Linked DNA regions of Zea mays: regions 1 and 3 are each linked to region 2. The links are chromatin contacts, called in public Hi-C maps. All regions are on one chromosome and are shown on one strand. Each heading gives the region's core, a stretch centred on a gene start, on an enhancer-like site or on the middle of the called end of the contact. The rest is flanking DNA. Distances are from core to core; before and after follow the strand shown.

Region 1 (4,527 bases), core at 1,217-3,716, 190 kb after region 2:
CCTTGTTTCCGGTTCAATTGTGTGTTTGTTCATTATCTTTGAGTGTATGCAGCAAAGTTTTTATGCTTGTTATATGTTCTTAGAAGCTCTATCATATCCGTAATAACACACATGGATAAATCGTGGATCGACAATGTGGCTAGGTACAATACAACTTTTTTTCACAATAACTAAAAAAATGTGCTACGTGGTTATCTTGATATTTAACATAGAAATTGCATGTAGGGAGACAAAGGCCTATACACAAGGGGTGAATAGTTTTCTAGCTTTTGCATTAAAAAATTCAGCGGTAGGAAGCAAGATTTTATGCCCTTGTAGGAAGTGTGTCAACTCATTTTGGCGGGAGGCTATTGAAGTTCGAGAACACTTGATTTGTGATGGATTTTTAAAAGGGTATAGAACATGGACCTTACATGGAGAAGCTAGTTCCTCTGTATTGAACAATGAACATGGACCTTACATGGCAGCTGCAACTCTTAGAGAGTCGGTAATACTATTATTACCAAATGATGAAGCGTCGGTAAAACTTCTCTTTTAGCGACGGAAGATAAGTCGGTAAAACAACGGTCGGTCGGTAAAAGTTTTACCGACACAGCTTGCAACGACGTTCGTGGTCCGTCGGTAAAGGTCTTTACCAACCTATAGTTCGTCGGTAAAACTGATTTTACCGACAGACCATAAGTTGCAAATAATGTTCCGTGGTATAGTGTAGGGGGTGTTTGTTTACGATTATAATCTGTTCAAATTGTATAATTCAACAAATTTTAAACTAAAGATATGTTTATTTGCGATTATAATCTATCCAGATTTATAATTTAACAAATTTTAAACTAACACTTAGTTCAAAATTTGTTAGATTATATAATCTAGACAGATTATAATCCCAACAAACACCCCCTAACATTTAGTTTAAAATTTATTGAATTATATAATTTAGACAAATTATAATCTCAAACAACCACCCTCTTAGTCCCAGCAATTTAGTATTTTAGTTGTACATCAAATATACTCAACGGGATCAGGAAGAAAAAAATGTGCAATGCTACCAATGTACGTACTCCCTCTCTCCCCTATCTAGAAAACAATGGAAAACTCGCTTTCTAAACAGCAAACGACTCATGGGTAGTGAGTTCGGGGTATTTCGGGTACCGGAGGATGGTAGCCGAATTATCTAAATTAATTTGGGTTTTTAAAGTTGTTATCTGAAATTCTTAAATAAAAATCGGGTTCGGATAATTTAGGTTTAGGTAGCGGATTACGGTTTTTTTGCCCCCTACTCTTTTAAACTAAGGAGAGTGTGAGGGGCATTCAGCCAGAGTTCTTCCTTTCTCTCGTTCTCACACTTCTCTTTATAACACGCTTCCAAGAGCAATACAACGATCAACACTACACTGGACGTAGGGTGCGAGTCTAAACCAGTATAATCCTCTCTAGTCACTTAATTCATCACTCGGTGTGAGTCCACGCTAGCCTCCTCCACCGAACATAAATTATATTGTTTCTCCGATTTCTAAAACCACGGCAATATTTAATTGCTTATAGCTGAATTATTATTTAAAAGTGTACACTAATTTAAAACCCGTGAGTGATTCGAAATCCACCTAAACCCGACAGGTTCGGTGAGAGTTTGGAATTGCACTCGTAGATATGATTATAGGTGGGTTTAAGGGTGCGTTTGGTTGCGGGACAGCCAGGACAGAGACGTCCCCTGACGTCCTCTCTTATTCCTCTAATTTTGAGAGATAACTGTGGACAACACTTGGATAGTCCTGTCCCAGCCACTGACCCTAAACCAAACAACCTTATTTGAGGGATCATCTGGTTCCATCCATTCTGTCAATGCAACCAAACACACCCTAAATAAACTCACAAGTATGATCGTGAGCGGGTTTTTAGTTCAGCTGACCCGTTTCCATCCCGTTGATACGATGACAAGATAAAAAAAACTCGTTCGTTGGATAAAGTGAGCAAGGGAAAGAAAGGCGTTACAGTTGGCGCTTTTCTTTGGTGCACAAAGGAAAGAATATGACTGCGGGAGATAACTGAGGGAGTGGCTGCAGGTACTTTTGTACTGGTGTAATAGACCCTATTTTAAATAGATTAGAACTACTTGTTATCTATGACTTAAAAATATCTAGCTAAAAATTAGTGAACTACTTGAGTAGTTGTTAGCTCTTAATAGTTGAGTTCATACTGGTTGTTAGCTATTAATAGCTGAGTTCTATGAACTAATAAACTATTACTCCAGTTGTTTAGGACTTCAAGTAAACTTTTTAGTAAAATTTGATTAACTAGTTGGGTACATTTGTCGTAAAAAAAGCTTTCCCTCCACTGCTTTCCTCACCACCGCTCACCTCACCAGTCAGCACTCCCACACAGTACCCACCCTTTCTCTCTCCATCTTTTCACGCCCGTTGCTTGCTCCCCCACGCTTGACGCTCCCCCATCCCTCCTCCGCTGCCTTTCTCTCACTTCGCCGCCACTCCCAGTCTCTCTCTATCTCTCCACTCCTTACAGCTAGATTCTAGAAGCCAACAAAAACAGACGGGGGCAGAGCGTAAGGGGAGAATCGTGCTCCGGGAAAGCAAACCTCAGAGAATCCACCTCTCCCCCACCCTCTCTCTCTCTCTAGATCTACGCAAGCCGCCTCGGTATCCGCGATCGCCACCGCCCGCGGCGGCTGATGCGTCCGTGCTGCTGCGCGGAGGTGGCGCTGCGCTGTTAGCTGGCGCGAGAGTTCGTCCGGCCCCCGACCGAGTGATGGGGGCGGCGGGGGGCGGCCGGTGCGTCCGCCTCGGGGCGGCGCCGGTCCTCGTCCTGCTGCTGATCGCCGCTGCCACATTGCCGCGGCTGGCGCGCGCGGTCACCGACGCCGGCGACGGTAACCCACCCTGCTCTGCTCGCTTCTTGTCTCACTTCCTCCGCTTGATTGTAAGTTGGCAGTTTGCACGCACCAGCTGCCTGCACGGGCTGCCGACTGGTTCGTGGTCGCTTGCATGTTTGTCTGGTTGGGTTTCGCTGTTTGCGCGGTGAAGTGATGATTGGAGTTTACTGTTGCTGAGGGTGATGGAATTCGGATGCGTACTGACACTATAAATCAGATGATTTGATTTTGGTGGTGTAGTACTGTTGCACTGCGGATTAGGTGGGTGGGTGCTGAGAAATGTGAATTGAATTTTGCTGAGCTGGTTGATTCAGCCGTTTTGGTAGCGCGGGTTCACAGCGTACTGATTTCGTACCTGAGGGGTTGATGGAGGCGTTGAATTCGTGCTCGCATGCCTGCGGAAGCAACCAAAGTGATGGATGATACGCGGCAATCGGCTTGTGCTTTTCGGCCTTGGGATTGAGAGCGATGTTTATGGTCCTGGAAGGATTTGGTGGCATCGGCTTCCTGTGTTATGAATTTGTTGTCGTCATCCGTGGATAGCAACGGGGGAGGAGCGCGACTGCTTCCTAGAGATTCAGTGGCTGTTGAAAATAGTCAAGGACAAATAGATGTGTAGTGCAATTTTTTGAAGGCTGCCGTGGTACATTGGGAACTTTGATCTTGGTGGAGCACTTGAGCTTATAGTCTCATCAGACTCTCAGGAGTTGGTAAATGGTGTACACACAGGATGAGCTTAGAGTGGCAGAGAGCCGGATTTCTGGTGAATGGCAAAAGACCAAATGACTGCTTTCGCGGGCAATGCGCTCAGTACCTGTTTCAGACAGAGGTCTTGGCAGCAGAGAGTTGAGTTAATACAAAATGTAAATGACTAATGAGGATTAGTTCATGACAGTGTGCTCCATACATGTTATATACAGTTCTGAATTTTGTTAGAAGTAATTGGAACCTTTAACGAATAAAGCCCTTTGGTATGCATGTAGATTGCTTGATTAAGTATGGTTGCATACTGAGGCATTTGTTGTGTTTATTATGCCTCATCATCAATGTTTTCAAATTGCTCGATTAACCAACTCATCGACAAATCGGCCCTTGGACATCGATTAGGTGAAGCAATTCAATTAGTTTTCCTAGTCACTGGTTGCTTGACCAGATGACCAATCATTGACTAGCCACAACCAGTTGGTGCTTTCTAGTCGAACAATCAGCCTGTAGAAAGCAACTTGGGCTTCAGCAGGTCAGTTGGGTAGCATTCAAGGACCATACCACCACCTATATATACTAGCTGTATCGCATATCCTCTGGTTTTGACCTAGCTGCCAGCTGAATTGAGCCTGCGGTCAATGGTTGCTGGAAGTGAAAACACCAATGAAGATGATGAAAACAGCGAGGAGGATGCACTTATTGGTGGCGGACATGTGACCTGTTTGATTCAGCTTTTTCTGGCCAACTTTTATAAGAATCTGGCTATGAGAAAAATCTGAGTATCGTGGGGATCAATGTTTACAAGTCGGGCGACCAGCTGGTCGAGCGAGAGGCGCGACCAGGCGACTAATCGCGATTAGGGCGACGATTAGTCGACCTAATCGGTCCTGGTCGACCTCTGGTCGTCCGTTAGTCGTCCTATAGATTTAAGGACATAT
Region 2 (4,169 bases), core at 225-2,724:
GACCAGCGGAGACAGGATGCCGGCGAGACATCGGCGTGCCCTACCGGGGCGAGGCATCTCGCGGCGGTCGCAGGTCGATGGGGAGAAATTGTCAATACTAATTAGAGCGTTTGTCTCTCAATCCATATGGATTTAGTGGAATTAGGTGGATTTCTCTTTTATAATTGATAAGAATAATTGAATAAAGTGTTAGCTGGTTTTAGCCGGTGTGAGGTAGCTAGAAACTAATGAATATTTGAGATATAACTAATTATAAGTTGCAACGACGTTTGGATACACATAACTAATATTAGTAAGTAACTATTGACTTTAGTCCATTCAAAACACCTCTCTATGAGGTCACTGTTGTATACAAGCTCAAATGGACGATTTCTAAAATTTTCCAGCTTAGCAGTCTTTCTATCTGCTATATAAGGTGTAATCATTTCGTCATCTCTACTGTTTCAGTTGAGAACGCATTATTCACAAATCCCCTCCATTAGCTGTAGTTCTAGGTTAAATGTTTTACGTAATCCATTTCGTAGATTCCATAAGTAATTAATTCGAAATCATATGTATCACATTGCAAATTTTAGTTTTTGCAGAATGCCTTAACCAATCGCTGACGCAACGTTCCAGATTAACAGATGTGAATCACGTTTCTCAGATCCGTTACATTTCATTAACTGTTTCAGTTGCAAAAACAAAAGAAAAAACTGATGCGACACAGAGGAACCGAACCGCCGAACAAGAAATAGAAAAAGGAAACCGGATCGACAGATGATATAGCCATATGAAATTTGGACGAGGCAGAAACGTACATGACGCTTGATGCCCCTCGTCCAATCGTGTGTAGGCGTCTATCTGGGCACCTTGCAAAGGGCAAAAACCTCCATGGATCGCCGGAGGGCACCCGTTCGTCTAATGATGCCGTCCCAAGAACCAGATCCAAGAAACCAAAACAAAAAAACAAAACAAAAAACCAAAACAAACTCGGATTCCGAACGCAAAAGAGACGAAGCTACTTGGGCGAGGCGAGCTTGCGCCGAGGTGTGGCCAGGTATTGTGGCTTGGAACTAAAAGGAAGATGGATCTCCAAACAATCTTCTCCTGGCTTGGGCGTCACTCTGGGCTCCACGCGGCAGTCAGGACGCCATCGAACGGCGCCTGCTGTTGACTCATAATATAGAGCCGGGTTTGATTCAGACGAAAAAATTCAGAAAGCATACATCTTTGCAACTACTTCATACCGAAAAGAAAAACACAGATGGAAATTTCAAACGAACAAATCCAACAGATTTTCCACCGGACCGCGAATTTCCTCCCAGATTCAAAATCCGAAAGAGATGGAGAAAAGATAAGCGAGGAGAAATTCTGCGACGACGAGGCGGCGGTGGCCGGCGGGCGGCGCAGGCGGCTGGAGGTAGCGAGCACGGTGGATTTGGTTAGGGTTTATCAACCACCGCCCTTTTATAGCCGGCTGCCGCAGGGAGCTGCGCTGGCTGCTGGGTGAGCGCTGACTCTACTTGGGCGGTTGGGCCTCGCGTCACGAGCCGTTGGGCTTCAGGCCCAACGGCGTGGCAGGCAGCAGCCACAAAACTCACTGGATCCTCGTTTCGGCGACCTAGTCAAATTCCGTCGTTACTGATCTGATTTGACCGTTGCATGAGCACAAAGGAAACAAGATGAATTTGCGATGCAAAAAGAAAGGTTGGCAGGAACTTGGTCAGTTGCATGTACAAAGCACGACGAGTCGTTGGTGAGCTAAAAGGGCCTAAAGCTATGTACAACCGTTGTGGTTACTGACGCACTGGTGGCCAGTTTGGTACTTTGGTTTATGGATGTGGAAGAAATTAAAAGGTAGTGACAGGGCTACTGATTCTACGAAGAACCTTTTAAGGATCATGCGCTGGATGAAAAGGTACTTTTTGACTTGGTAGTCAATGTATAGTTACGCCATTGGTGGAGTCTAGGGAGATGGATAATCCGGCGGGTACACAACGTATTGATCTCTGTCACAAAACTAAAGTTAAAGTTTGATCTCTATCACATCGAATATTTGAATGATAATTACGATATCAAATATAATCTAATTATAAAACTAATTACACAGATAAAAACTAAAAGAAAAAATATTAAATCTTATTAAATGTATATTTAATATTCAAACATTGATATAACACGAACTGAACTTACTAAAAAGACCAAACACCCTTTTTGTCACCGAGGGTTAAAAAGAGAGTGCTAGCCACTACCACTGTCTACTATTGAGTCGTGGTCGCGGCGCAATTCCTTTGCTTCCTGTCACCGGTCCTCCAAGGCGGACCTAGAACAAAAATAAGAGTGAGAGCATTAAGAATGGCAATAGACTCTAAATTTTACACTATAAAATTAAAGGATAGAATTATGATCATGCTCTATTTATTTTCATTTTTGTACTAAAATTATTTTTGGGGCCTAAGAAATTGTGAATAAACATTTGGATCGTGATCCATTACCACACCTAGAGAGCACTCCTTGAGCATCTCTAAGAGAGAGTCTTAAAAATAGGTCCTAAATCTATACTTTTACTATATTAAAGCTGCAAGGGGTAGCCTGTCACCCCCTTGTTTTGCCTCCCATGGATCTATGACGTCTATATATAGCCATCAAATCAAGATTGTTCGTACGTGCACCTCAGCCCTCCACTTGTTTAATCTGCCAACAATCAATGTCCTCGTCTCCCAGTCCGAGCTGCTACCCGCTCCTTCCGACGCAACTGCCGACTCATCCGCCCTCCCACCCCATGTGCGCATCCGCTGCCAGCAGACTCATTCGTCAAGCTCATAGAATATCTAACAACTGTGCTACTAAAGTCTCTCCTTTTGAGCTTGTTTATGGATAGGAGGTTGTCTTGTATGTGGATATAAGTATAAATGTTGTTAAGTTTGCTAGTGAAAGGGAAATAGGGTCAAACCTTTTCCTATATAATTTTGGTGGTTGAATTGACCAACACAAACAATTGGACTAACTAGTTTGCTCTAGATTATATGTTATACAGGGGCCATAGGTTCAACAAAAACCAATAAAAAGATCTGAGTTAGGGTTCAAAAAGAAAGGAGCAAAAGAAACCGAAGGGTGCCCTGGTCTGGCGCACCGGACTGTCCGGTGTGCCACCGGACAGGGTGGATCAACTCGAACTCGCCACCTTCAGGTTTCTAGAAAAGCCACTCTGCTATAATTCACCGGACTGTCCGGTGTAGCACCTAAAAGTCGCCTAGAGGGGGGTGAATAGGCAAATCTGATATTTATAAACTTTAAGCACCACTACAAGCCGGGGTTAGCGTTAGAAATAAAAGTGAGTCCGAAAGAGAGGGGCGAAAACAAATCACAAGCAAATGAAGAGTGTGACACGGTGATTTGTTTTACGGAGGTTCGGTTCTTGCAAACCTACTCCCCGTTGAGGTGGTCACAAAGACCGGGTCTCTTTCAACCCTTTCCCTCTCTCAAACGGTCACCTAGACCGAGTGAGCTTTTCTCCTCAATCAATTGGGACACTTAGTCCCCACAAGGACCACCACACAATTGGTGTCTCTTGCTTTTATTACAAAGATGTTGAGAACAAGAAATGGGGAAGAAGAAAAGCGATCCAAGCGCAAGAGCTCAAGGAACACGGGCAAAACTCTCTCTTCTAGTCACTAATTGCTTTGAGTGGAATTGGGACTTGGAGAGGCTTTGATTCAATCTAATTGTGTCTTGTATTGAATGCACTAGCTCTTGTATTGAATGTGTTGGCTGAAAAACTTGGATGACTTGAAGTGTGGTGGTTGGGGTATTTATAGCCCCAACCACAAAAGTGGTCGTTGGGGAAGGTTGTTGTCGAAGGGCGCAACAGACAGTCCGGTGCGCCACCGGACACTGTCCGGTGCGCCAGCCACGTCACCCAACCGTTAGGGTTCGACCGTTGGAGCTCTGACATGTGGGGCCACCAGACAGTCTGGTGGTGCACCGGACAGGTACTGTTCACTGTCCGGTGCGCCTTCTGGCGCCTGCTCTGACTCTGCGCGCGCAGTCCGCACACTGTAGCGTTGTCAGCCGACCGTTGAACTCGACCGTTGCGCTGGCGACCGTTGCTCCGCTTGGCACACCGGACAGTCTGATGAATTATAGCGGAGTGGCTCCCCAGAAACCCGAAACTGAGCAGTTCAGAG
Region 3 (3,946 bases), core at 1,362-3,861, 210 kb after region 2:
GATGCATATACAGCTAGCAGCTCCCCAACCAATGATACATATAAGATCTCATCAAATGATTTCCTTCCAAGCTTGGATAGCCTTTGCCACATCTTAACTATTTTATGCCTTGATCTGTCAGAAAAACAAATGGAAATTGACTTACCTAGATTACTTGGTTATCATTAATATTTTCTTCTTTACTTCTTTGGGAGTATGAACGTAAAACTTTTTATAATAGTATTCCCTTTTATCTCAGCTATCAGGCCGTATGAGAGCTCTACTCAATTATGAAGCACCTGAAATCCATGAATCTGAGCCTTTTACTCGTCAAAGCGACGTATATAGTTTGGGTGTGGTGATGCTAGAACTTCTTACTGGTCGTAAGCCATATGACAGGTCAGAGATCCATTGCAATATGCATGTTGAACAAGAGCCTTTTGCAATTATTTGAATCACTTCTCTCCTAAAAATTCATTTTTAGTACTTCTTTATGTTGGAATATGCAGTTCTCGTCCACGTGATGAACAACATCTTGTTCGATGGGCTAATTCTCAGCTTCATGACATGGAGTCCCTGTCAAAGATGGTTGATCCTTCTATCCGAGGAGAGTGTTCTGTGATACTGTTGTCACGTTTTGCAGACATCATCAGTCAGTGTATTCAGGTAATTCTAAGCTTCTTAAGCTTACATGCTCTGTTTATTCCCTACCTCTCTACAGTTAGAGCACAGCCATCATAAGCATTCTGGTTAACTTGCAGGAGTTTACTCATATTAGAATTAATCATATGTGAAGGTCACATGTTTCATGTTATAATAACCCTTGTGTTGTGTTAATACTTTAATTATACAGCATTAGTAGCTTTTGTTTGTTTCAGTTAGCTGCCAACTATGTCCTGTAGAAATAGATCTTTGTTTACAACAGCTTATCAACACAAGCATAGTCTGCTCACCTGAGTTCCAGCCTTTCCAGCGTGTTGAGTGTCTGCTTCTCTCCTCCCCTGCTGGAAGTCCAAGATTTCAGACATCTAAGTTATTCTATTGCATGTATATGTTTCGTAGTTCTTTTTAAACATCCGGTCATGTTCAGATCATCGAATGAAGTATTTGTATTTGTTTTTATTTTTCTATTCAATATTGCATTCTGGTTAGCGCTCTTTTCTAAAAATACCAAGATGCATTCAAGGTTCACACTTTTATTATGCAGCCGGGACCAGAATTCAGGCCAGCAATGTCTCAAATCGTCCAAGACCTAGCTAGGATTGTAGGTGCTAGTGGTGCGGTATCAGAGTGACAGATAAAGGGGGAACAGTAAACATCTAGCTTGACTGTATGCACTTGTGGAGACGCCAGAACGTTTGTTTCCTTTATCTAAAAAAAAGGTAAAACATCTAGCCTCAGTCGTGTGGCCAGTGAAGATTCATACATCCTCAGCGCAGTGCCAGGGGCACTCTCAGTATTTATGTTGGACGATATTGCGGCTAGTGTACATGCCATTTTGGAGCCCCATTTGCTTCTGGAAAGGTGTAGTGGTACTGTGGTAGTATGGCACAACCAGTGAGATATGGCTTCTCATTGTTGCTAGCAGATATTCCTGAGCTCCTCTAGACATGATAATTTCACCTGCAGGCAGTGTATCTCTTGTAACTAATTCCAATTTTTTATTACTTTATTATTACATTATAGCTAGTTATGTCAAATATGGTGCTTTTAGCTTGTCTTGAGACCTATGTTTCTCCTGGGAAAAGAACTGGCTTGCTGATTCTTTGCAGAGGCAAAGCAACCTTTTTCTGACCTGTACATGAAGATTCTCCTCCTTGAAGCGAAAGCACCTCTGCTAGGTATGCGTGGTGTGCTTGGTTCCTGACTTTTCTTCGTGTGGTTTCTTCAAGATGTAGAATAAGTTATGACAGTGTTCAACTATGCTGATTGGGGATTAGATAAACTTTTGTATTGATCCGTTCTTAACTGATAGATGGCACCCTGTGGTTGATTGCAAGCTTGATCTGTCATGTTGCGTCTTGTAGCATGCACTGTCAGGTTCTGGATTTCTGGCTGTTGTCTGTTGAACACTTTTTTAGCTTATTTCTTCTTCGTTTCCCCAGGTTACACTGGTAACAGAAAACTCGATTCTAGTTACCACTGCCCAGGAGTATATTTTGGCTTACAGTTTTGTATGCTTGAACTGATAGTATCATCTTTTGCCTTTTGGGCTTTAAGCAGGGCAAATGCTTTGTATCACAAAATCTAGAAAGTTTGCCCTCCTTCCTATCTCGCTGGAGAAATATTTGGTGATATATGCTCTATGTGTAAGTGTCAACGACTGCTGCGCAATCAGGTCTAAGGTGCAAGCGCACCAAACGAGTATCCTAGTCCGCAAGATTATGATCCAACCGTAGATATGTAGATATGACATATGGTTAGATCGTGATCTAACGGACTAGGGGAGTTGCGAGCCGCAGCTGTTTATAGAGAGCAGTTTATCATGCCATGAGGAGCAGTTTACCATGCCATGAGGATGGTCGCAACTGGATGTGCAATGCACCGAACAGTTTTGCCTTGTACTTGTACCCCCACTGAATCTCAGGCAGGAAAACAGGAGTACTATCTATGCATTATGCATCTGCCTCTAGTGGTCCATCTATTTCCATCGGGATGCCTGCCTGACGTGGCCCCGTGGCCCGCCTGATTTAGATAAGCTGGTCCACACCCATCGCATCATCCTGTTGTTGGTGCTGGAACGAATCGCGATATATACATTGAACAATTAGTTCCCCATCGACCAAGTGGACTCACACCCACCCAAGTGGCAACCGCGACTAATGTCGTGAGAACATTCGAGACCAACGCAATTGTTGTGATCAACTGATCGTATGCATTTTCTGATCAGAGGCCACGGAATTTACAGTAAATCACATGATGCTACTCACATCTTGGTTTGCCAAATAGTGGGTGGGATCCTGACCCTGCATAACTTTGGAAAACGAAGGACTGTTGACATGAAGCAAACATTCGTTGTTGAAAGTGCAGTCATCCCTTTTGTGAGTTTTGGTGATTTGGATAACAACACATTTAAAGGTCTAACAAGTTTGCTAAGTGTTGAACAGAAAATTCAGTATGATGAACATACTTGAATAGTGTATAATGATCAGTGAATAAGGTTCAACACAAGGTCAAATAACCAGTGAGACAATGCAAATGGATATAATATGGTCTATATATTGGTTTGAATATATGGACAAGTCCCGAGAAATCACTATGCATAAATATGATCATAATAGAGGTTGAAGTGATTAAGAGGATTGGTTAAGCCAAAGTGAATAAGATATGAGGAATCGTGAATTGACTTGACCATATTACTATTAGTACATATATGAATATATGAGAATCAAACTAGAGTTTGATTGATCTTAGCAGTTATATCTAGATGACATTCAAGCAAGGTTCACAATATTGAAGAAATGATTCTCTCAATGGATGCTCAATAGGATGTGACTCAAGAATGACTTGATAGGGTGAAGATAGCAAGGAAAGGGCTTCGAGGAACTAAGCGAAGGTGAAGGCCAGGCGACGGCTTGTAGACCGAGGTACCATGACTAAGGTGAAGAAGAGAGTACTTGCACTAAGTCGATGAACTAATTAGCTATAAAGAGTTACAACATGTTGATGCATCAGTAAGGTGACTTGAAGCCATGATTTGAACTCATATATGGTGAAATGGCACAAGTCACATGCTCGATTTGTGTTTGCTTCAAAAGGTGAGACAAAGATGTTTGTGATCCTTATGAAGCAACACCATGGAGAAACCACATTTGAGACACCAATGACTCAAGGAGTTTACTTAATTATATTTTATTTAACTTGAGTATAGAAATCGTCGTACTATCAATGGGGATCCATAAAGAAGGTTGGTGTTGGTACTAAAGCTCAAAATCCTTGATCTAAAACTTCCATTTTACTCTTGTTT

The links. Hi-C and Micro-C count contacts between places; a contact is called where the count stands out from the background.
Region 1: a Hi-C map of leaf shows a contact between it and region 2, with 6 times the contacts expected there. The contact joins the promoter of LOC100383536 here to the enhancer-like site in region 2. A contact is called at or near these places in 3 of 25 Hi-C or Micro-C datasets (bundle sheath, ear and leaf) and 1 of 3 datasets of contacts at active chromatin or transcription factors (leaf).
Region 3: a contact with region 2 is called in a Hi-C map of leaf, with 7 times the contacts expected there. The contact joins two enhancer-like sites. A contact is called at or near these places in 1 of 25 Hi-C or Micro-C datasets (leaf) and 1 of 3 datasets of contacts at active chromatin or transcription factors (leaf).

What each region holds. Positions count from the first base shown.
Region 1 is chr5:89,831,653-89,836,179 of Zm-B73-REFERENCE-NAM-5.0, reverse strand. It overlaps LOC100383536 (putative STRUBBELIG family receptor protein kinase), which reads left to right and starts at 2,466. Exons shown (of 17, transcript NM_001176184.2): 1 at 2,466-2,881. The coding sequence starts at 2,761.
Region 2 is chr5:90,020,921-90,025,089 of Zm-B73-REFERENCE-NAM-5.0, reverse strand. No RefSeq gene overlaps it. Among protein-coding and RNA genes, the nearest start is that of LOC100278031, 51 kb to the right of the region's middle. Within about 2 kb of position 1,474, at least 20 of the 20 cell types and tissues checked have an H3K27ac peak or open chromatin away from gene starts, as enhancers often do. A contact at or near this core is called in bundle sheath, ear and leaf, where this site is marked.
Region 3 is chr5:89,810,371-89,814,316 of Zm-B73-REFERENCE-NAM-5.0, reverse strand. LOC100383536 (putative STRUBBELIG family receptor protein kinase) reads left to right here. Exons shown (of 17, transcript NM_001176184.2): 15 at 239-378; 16 at 489-645; 17 at 1,187-1,953. The coding sequence ends at 1,273. Among protein-coding and RNA genes, the nearest start is that of LOC100383536, 21 kb to the left of the region's middle. Within about 2 kb of position 2,611, at least 16 of the 20 cell types and tissues checked have an H3K27ac peak or open chromatin away from gene starts, as enhancers often do. A contact at or near this core is called in leaf, where this site is marked.